2 separate regions of the Mus musculus genome follow, and region 2 is linked to region 1. Evidence: chromatin contacts called from public Hi-C data. All regions are on one chromosome and are shown on one strand. Each heading gives the region's core, a stretch centred on a gene start, on an enhancer-like site or on the middle of the called end of the contact. The rest is flanking DNA. Distances are from core to core; before and after follow the strand shown. Region 1 holds the start of Ftx (Ftx transcript, Xist regulator (non-protein coding)). Region 2 overlaps Slc16a2 (solute carrier family 16 (monocarboxylic acid transporters), member 2).

Evidence for each region. Hi-C and Micro-C count contacts between places; a contact is called where the count stands out from the background.
Region 2: a contact with region 1 is called in a Hi-C map of liver, with 3 times the contacts expected there. The contact joins the enhancer-like site here to the promoter of Ftx in region 1. A contact is called at or near these places in 2 of 39 promoter capture datasets (the C10 cell line and embryonic stem cells), 3 of 484 Hi-C or Micro-C datasets (the N1E-115 cell line and liver), 1 of 115 datasets of contacts at active chromatin or transcription factors (the SCID.adh cell line) and 1 of 9 other capture datasets (adipose tissue).

Annotation. Positions count from the first base shown.
Region 1 is chrX:103,622,480-103,625,836 of GRCm38.p6, reverse strand. Ftx (Ftx transcript, Xist regulator (non-protein coding)) reads left to right here and starts at 2,083. Exons shown (of 11, transcript NR_028381.1): 1 at 2,083-2,290.
Region 2 is chrX:103,732,619-103,735,938 of GRCm38.p6, reverse strand. The region is part of intron 1 of Slc16a2 (solute carrier family 16 (monocarboxylic acid transporters), member 2); the gene reads left to right. Among named protein-coding and RNA genes, the nearest start is that of Gm53059, 40 kb to the right of the region's middle. Within about 2 kb of position 1,513, at least 5 of the 459 cell types and tissues checked have an H3K27ac peak or open chromatin away from gene starts, as enhancers often do. A contact at or near this core is called in liver, where this site is marked.

The DNA of each region.
Region 1 (3,357 bases), core at 834-3,333:
TTTCTTAGATTTATTTATCTATTATATATAAGTACACTGTAACTGTCTTCAGACACACTAGTAGAGGGTGTCAGATCTCATTACAGATGGGGTTGTGAGCCACCATGTGGTTGCTGGAAATTGAACTCAGGACCTCTGGAAGAGCAATCAGTACTCTTAAGTGCTGAGCCATCTCTCCAGTCTCTCTCTCTCTCTCTGTCTCTCTCTGTCTCTGTTTCTCTGTCTTTCTATGGTCAGGGTGTTATATATCCCAGGTTTGCCTTGAACTTTCTATGTAGCTGAAGATGACCTTGTATTTGATCATTCTCTCTATTTCTTGAATGCTGACATTACAGGTGTGTTTAAGTAGTACTGGGCATCTGAAGCCAGAGCTATGTCCAGGAAAATACTCTCCCAACTGAGCCACATCCTCAAACCCTAAACTACAATTGTTCCTATCTCTTATAATTAAAAATATCAGAGAAATTAAATTCTAGGAAAGAGATATCTTGGAAATTTAGAGATGATTTCTAACATTTCTATTTATGTTTACAGTTTGTCAGATGAACAAATATGTTGTTTCCCCTGGTGGCAATCAAGAAAAACTCTCTTACATGGAATCTTCAGATGGAACTAAGCTTGTTTTACAAGAAAAATTGTTTGAACTTTATTTTGTTTTTTGTTTTTAAAGATCTATTTACTTTTACTTATATAAGTACACTGAACTGTCTTCAGACACACACCAGAAGAATGCATCAGAGTCCTTTACAGATGGTTGTGAGTCACCAAGTGGTTGCTGGGAATTGAACTCAGGACCTCTGGAAGAGCAGTCAGTGCTTTTGACGTCTGAGCCATCTCTCCAGACCTAGTTTGGAGCTTGTAAGTACAGCCTGTTAATTCTGCATGAGTACAACTTTGTTCGAGATGTGAGCTAACACTTTTGTAGTGAACTCCAGGTAAACTTAGCTTAAAGGCTTCTTTCATTGCTCAAATTGGGCTGAAAAGAGCTTTTCCATCACACTCCCTTCCCCCTCAAAGAAAAAGCTCTTTCAGAAACCAGGGAGGGAATTGTCAAAGTGGGGATGTCTTACTAAAGCTGAAACATCAGAGGGGTTTTTTATGCATGTTACCTATATGTCCATTAGGTGTCGCAATATATCCAATGGCCCTGCCTTCTACTTCTATTCTGCTCATGATATTGTTTCAGATGCAGGCATGGGACTGCTTTTCCTTTTCTCCTCCTCCTCCTCCTCCTCGACCTCCTTCCCTTCTTCCTCCTCCTTTTTTCTTCTTTGTCTTCCTCCTCCCCTCCCCCACTCTTTTTTACTTGTATGGTTCTGGTGCTTTGATGCTCTACATGAAAATTCACAATTCAATGCAATGATAGATAGACAGGCAGGAGCCAGTCGGATGATCTCTCAAGATCCAGGGCTGAATAAGAAGGGGGAGTGGATCTTAAGGAGACCCTTAAAACTCAAGATTCTCCACAGGAAACAACATGCTGAGAGTGAAAATAGCCTGCCCCAAGAGTTCTGGTTCCAGGTATTAGAAAAAGACTTTTTCTTCAGGCTTTGTAACTTGGGCCCACAATTAAATCTACATACGTATATTTCCATTCCCCCAACCCCCCGGATCGGTGGAGGCTATTTTTTTTTCCTTCAGGATCTTTTGTGGTCCAAGCTGACCTAGAATTTGTCATGGAGGTGAGGTTGTCTATAAATCGCTGGAATTACAGGCACTTATCACCATGCCAGTGGTTGGTTGGTTGGTTTGTTAGTTTGTTTGTTTTCGAAACACTTGGAATATTGGGTACATCAGGAAATATGAGGGGGCCTAGCAGAGCTCCAGAGAAGCAGAGAAGGTCAAGAATTGTAGGGTGAGCCAGAAAGGGAATAATAACAGTAGTGAGATGTGATGGTAAATTAAAAAGGATGGGGACTTATTGATTAGAAAAGGGGCTGAGGAAAGGATGGGTGGTGGACGCCGGTATGAGCAGAGGTAGGAAAAGAAGTGTGGGCTAGGGACCTGAGTACTGGACTCAGTGGGCTGCTGTAAGTTGTAGAGGGGCGCTCTGAGGAGAGGGAGGAGCGCGGCGCATGCGTTGCAGCACAGCGCAGCGCTCCTGGAGAGGCTGTGGGTTCGTGGCATCCGCGCCGCGGCCGCAAGTATAGCAGGTTTCGTACCTGGTGTTCATCGCCGTTAAGTCATCGCTGCTGCCACCCAGGCACGGCTCTCTATGCCGCCGCTCCCTCCACCCTCTAGGCACTGCCTGCCGTAAGAATTTTAACTGCGACACTCGCTTCAGCAGGAGGTAAAGGAACGACGAAGGACGAAAATGTAACATGGAGGGCGGAGGAGGGAACTTGTGTCAGGGAGATCCTTAATTTGTGCATTTTCTCCTTTGAGGGGAGGGAGAACTGGAGGCCAGTACGAATCCCCAGCCCTCCAAAAGGATGTTGCGCATTACTTAATATTATGAAAGATTTTTAGACTTCTCTAAGCAGGTTTAAGGCACCTGAGCATCACTGTTTTGTTTGACATCTATTTAAAACAAAACAAAAAAAACTTTCGAGTTCTTCATTTGTTAAGGGTGAATCAAATGGATGAGTCTTTAGGATTAGGCTTCATCCGCTTTTTGTTTTCCTTGGGGGTGAGTGAATGTAGTTTGAGACTGACAGCAGCAGGCCTCGAACTCGCGGCCGTTCTCCTGCTTAAACTGGGATTACAGGCGTAAATCACCACGCCGGACTCTGATTCAGTGGTTTTAGGTTGGAGGGTTTTTAACTGTATTAAGGAATCCGTCTACCAAGTAGCCTCTCCCTTAGGCTGCTGACGGATTCCATCTGGGTTTGGGATATGCTTTATCGCCTACGACGTTTTTTTAATTCCATGTGTAACTTAGTTTATCACAGTTAATCCTGTTAAGGATTGTTGTTAATGATATGGTTTAGACACTGGGGCATAACTTTGGCGAGAAACACGTGCAGATGCACCCGGCATGAATATATATACATATATATGCGCATATATGTATATATATTCTTCACAGAGTTATCTCACCAGAGTAGCAGAACGCAGTGGCCACAGAGATTATATATATAATATATATAATATATATATATACACATATACGTATATATATTATATATATAATCATACACGAGAAGGGAGAATAGTAAAGATAGGCGCGCTTTGCGTGGATGCCAAAAGAGGAACCATATCACCAGGTGGTGGCGCTCAAGTACCCTTGAGAAAGCGTGACATGATGGGTAGGACTCTGCTGGCACGGGAGATCGTGGCCCCTTAGGCGAGGGTGGGGCAGAGAGGAGAGAAGGTGAAATCACGCATGCTCACTGCAAGCAGAAGGCCTCTGCGCGG
Region 2 (3,320 bases), core at 264-2,763, 110 kb before region 1:
ATAGGAAAGCACACCTTTGATGATACAATTGAGAATAAGGGAGATAAATATGAGGCAGGGCAGGAAGATACAAAATTAGGCCCACTAGCTCTTCACAAACCACTCAACCCACTTAGCCTTGAGTTCTTCCTTTTCGTAAGACAAAGTACTTCTGCAGAGTACACACAACACAGTCACCAAGAGCATGAACTTCACTGTCAATCTGAGCCAGGTTGGAAGCCCAGCTCTACCACTTATAGCCATGTGCACTATAATGGCAGTAGAATGTTTTAATTATATATATATATCACAATCCTCCAAGGAGAAAAGGGTTAATTTTGGCTCATATCGTTTGTAGCTTCCTGCCCATATAGCTCGTCCCTGTTAATTTTGGACACATGGAGATAGAGATTTTTATAGCAGGTAGTATGTAAACCAGCAAAACCACCCGCTCTGTGGCCAGGAGTGAAAGAGAGAAAGAAGAGGAAGAAAGGACTAGCCTCCCATTGTCTACTTCAAGAATATAAACCCAATGTCCCGAAGTTCTATTGGGTCATATCTCTTAGGGGTTCTACCACCTCCCAACAGCTCCATTCTAAAGACCATGCCTCTAACACATGAGCCTCTGCAAGTTCTGAGGTGGCACCCACCTGTAATAACAAAACACTTTAATCATAGCACTAAGAAGACTGAGGCCTGACAAGTGCCACTTTATGCCTAGTATGGGCTACATAGTGAGTGCTAGGCCCTCCTAGGCTACACATACCAAGATTCAGACTCATAAACCAAAGAAACAACAACTCCCACCACCTCCACAACACTCAGTGGTGTAACACCAAGGTAGCATACAGTAGGTCTGTGTTTCATCCTCAGCGCTGACAAAAATATATCCAAATTACAGCATCAACTGATCAAGCCCTAGTCTTTAGCAATGTACATAGCACTCACCAGCTCCCTTATGAAGTTGTTGGAATAATTACATGAGACAGCACAGCTGACAGGGGAGGAATTGGACAGGGTACTGTCCTCCCAAGTACTGCTAGGAAGAAAGGAGCAGTGTGCCGAAGGAGATTGTCTCCTTCTTACCCATGTGCTGCGAGAGAATCTCCTGAAATACTGTAAAATGACTTCAGAAGGCAAAAGGACTGTTCAAAGGTGAGCTGGAGCTGACATTAAAAGACGAAAATGTCAGAACCTTCCCCTCACTAACAGGTTTATCTTGAGCCTCCAGACTCCGCCTTACTCAATGCTGCTGTCTGTGAGTATTGCTTTCCTTGCCTGCTGCTCATCCATCCTTTTGGTCACTTGCTCCTCTTAGCAGACTGAACTAGATGAAGGGATTTGAACTTTCACCCTCTGCCAACCCTGCCACCACTGCTGAGGTGCTTCTCAGGCAAAGAGCCAGTGCTCAGCCTAGGCCACAGCTTCTCCTTGTGCTGGCCCTAAGAAACCCAGGCTCCTAGTTGTCAGTGGTCAGACTTGCCACTGACACACTTCAGTGTTATGGGTGTATTGAAACCTGTGGGGTGCTCTGGGGACCTACTGCTCTAAGCAATCATTAATCCTATTTCATAACAGCTACTCAACAAACCTGGGCTAGCGAATGGAGGGTTGTTGCAGTGGGGGAGGGGACGGGTTTTCCTTTATTTGCTGCCTCAAGTGAGTCATCTGTTTATCCCAAGATAATATTTAATTTCTAGTTGCCAGATCTCTTAATCGGCACAAAACAATATTTATTTAATTGTTTACTTTTATGAGGCCCAGTCCCCAGATTCTGAAACTGATGCAGAGAGGTGTGAAGCGAATTGTTCAAGGTCGAACAGTAAGTACATGGGTACCGTCCTTAAAGCCATGTCTGGGAGTGCCCCTCAGGGGCCACGTGTGTGCTTAGTGTAGACAAGACCCTGGGTTCCAGCTCTAGCACTCAAAGCCAACAAAATGACAAACCATGCCTGTCTGACTGCAGAGATTGCGCATTTATCACTACAGAAACACAGAAAGATAAAGCCAACCCCAAACCCTCCAGTATTGGTCCAAGGCCCAGCAGGCTGCAGGACCGCTGCTGTGCAGCTTAAGAAAACATTTCAGTTGGGTAACAGATTGGTAACTACTGCAGTGCCCTCTGGCCTGGGGAGAATGTTGATTACCTTCCTCTGCTCTTTCCCTCATTCTCTCCATTCCCCTCAGAAAACACTCAGCTTGGGGCTGGAGGTATGCCTCAGTGCACAAAGCTGTAGGCTCAGTCTTCAGTGCCATTTAAACCAGGCACCATGCTGCCTGTGCATTTTGGAAAGCAAAATCAGAGGGGCTCAGAAGTTAAGGTCGTATTTGGCTGCATAATGATACTGAGGCTGTATGAAACCCTGTCTCAAAAAAAATGTCTAAAGAAAACACTTAGCCAAAAGGGACAGTAGCCCTTGAACTCGGGCCATATTCTTCCCAAGTCCTCTGTCCTCTTTCCCTTCGCTCCATCCCTCTTCTCTAACAAGAAATCCAAGTGTGTCAGGGATTATCTGCAGAATCCTGATCACAGGCAAGAGTATACGGCCTAAGTGACCACTTGGGATTTTCTCTGCACTGTGATGTTTCATGAAATCCTAACAGCAGTCCATAACCATGCTGTCAATATGAACTCGTGACTCGGTTGTGAAGATCAAAGTCACATCGATCCTGGCAGCCAGTCTTTCTAGACAGACTACTTTGTCATCTGCCCCAGGCATGCCATTCCAGGTTTCCTCCCTAAAACTACAAGTGTAAAGAATGCTGATTCTGGAAGCAAAGAGATCACCATCCATTGGGGTTAAGAGTCAACTATCCAAAACTGGCTGCTTCAGTTGATTAGAAGTGTCCTCAAAGGTTAGGGTGAGACCCAATCCAGTTACTGTCTCAGAGTAGACAGGCTTCTTTTATTCTTTCTTATTTATAGTTATACCTAAGCATTGGTGCATCCTGACAGCAGCATACATCATCAGTTACATAACCCAGGACAGAAAAGTTTGAAGAAGGAAAGTATATTTATTTTTCACTCATGAGTTCAGATGGCTCAGTCCATCATGGCAGAGAAGACATGGTGAAAGAGGTCAGTTCACACCATAGACGACCAGGAAACAAAGGAGTATGACTGCAAGTGGCCGAGGATAATTTGCCCTCAAAGTGTCCTGTCCCCAGTGTCCTGCATCCTCCAATTTGGCCTTCCCACCTCAGTTTTTGAAACCTCCCCAAGTAGCACCAGCAGCTGGGGAGCAAGTATCCAAAACACGAGCTTAGGAGAGAGCATGATCTGTTCAAACCACAATATAGAATTTAGAAAGTTGGCCACCTAACAATGCTCCATTTTCTGG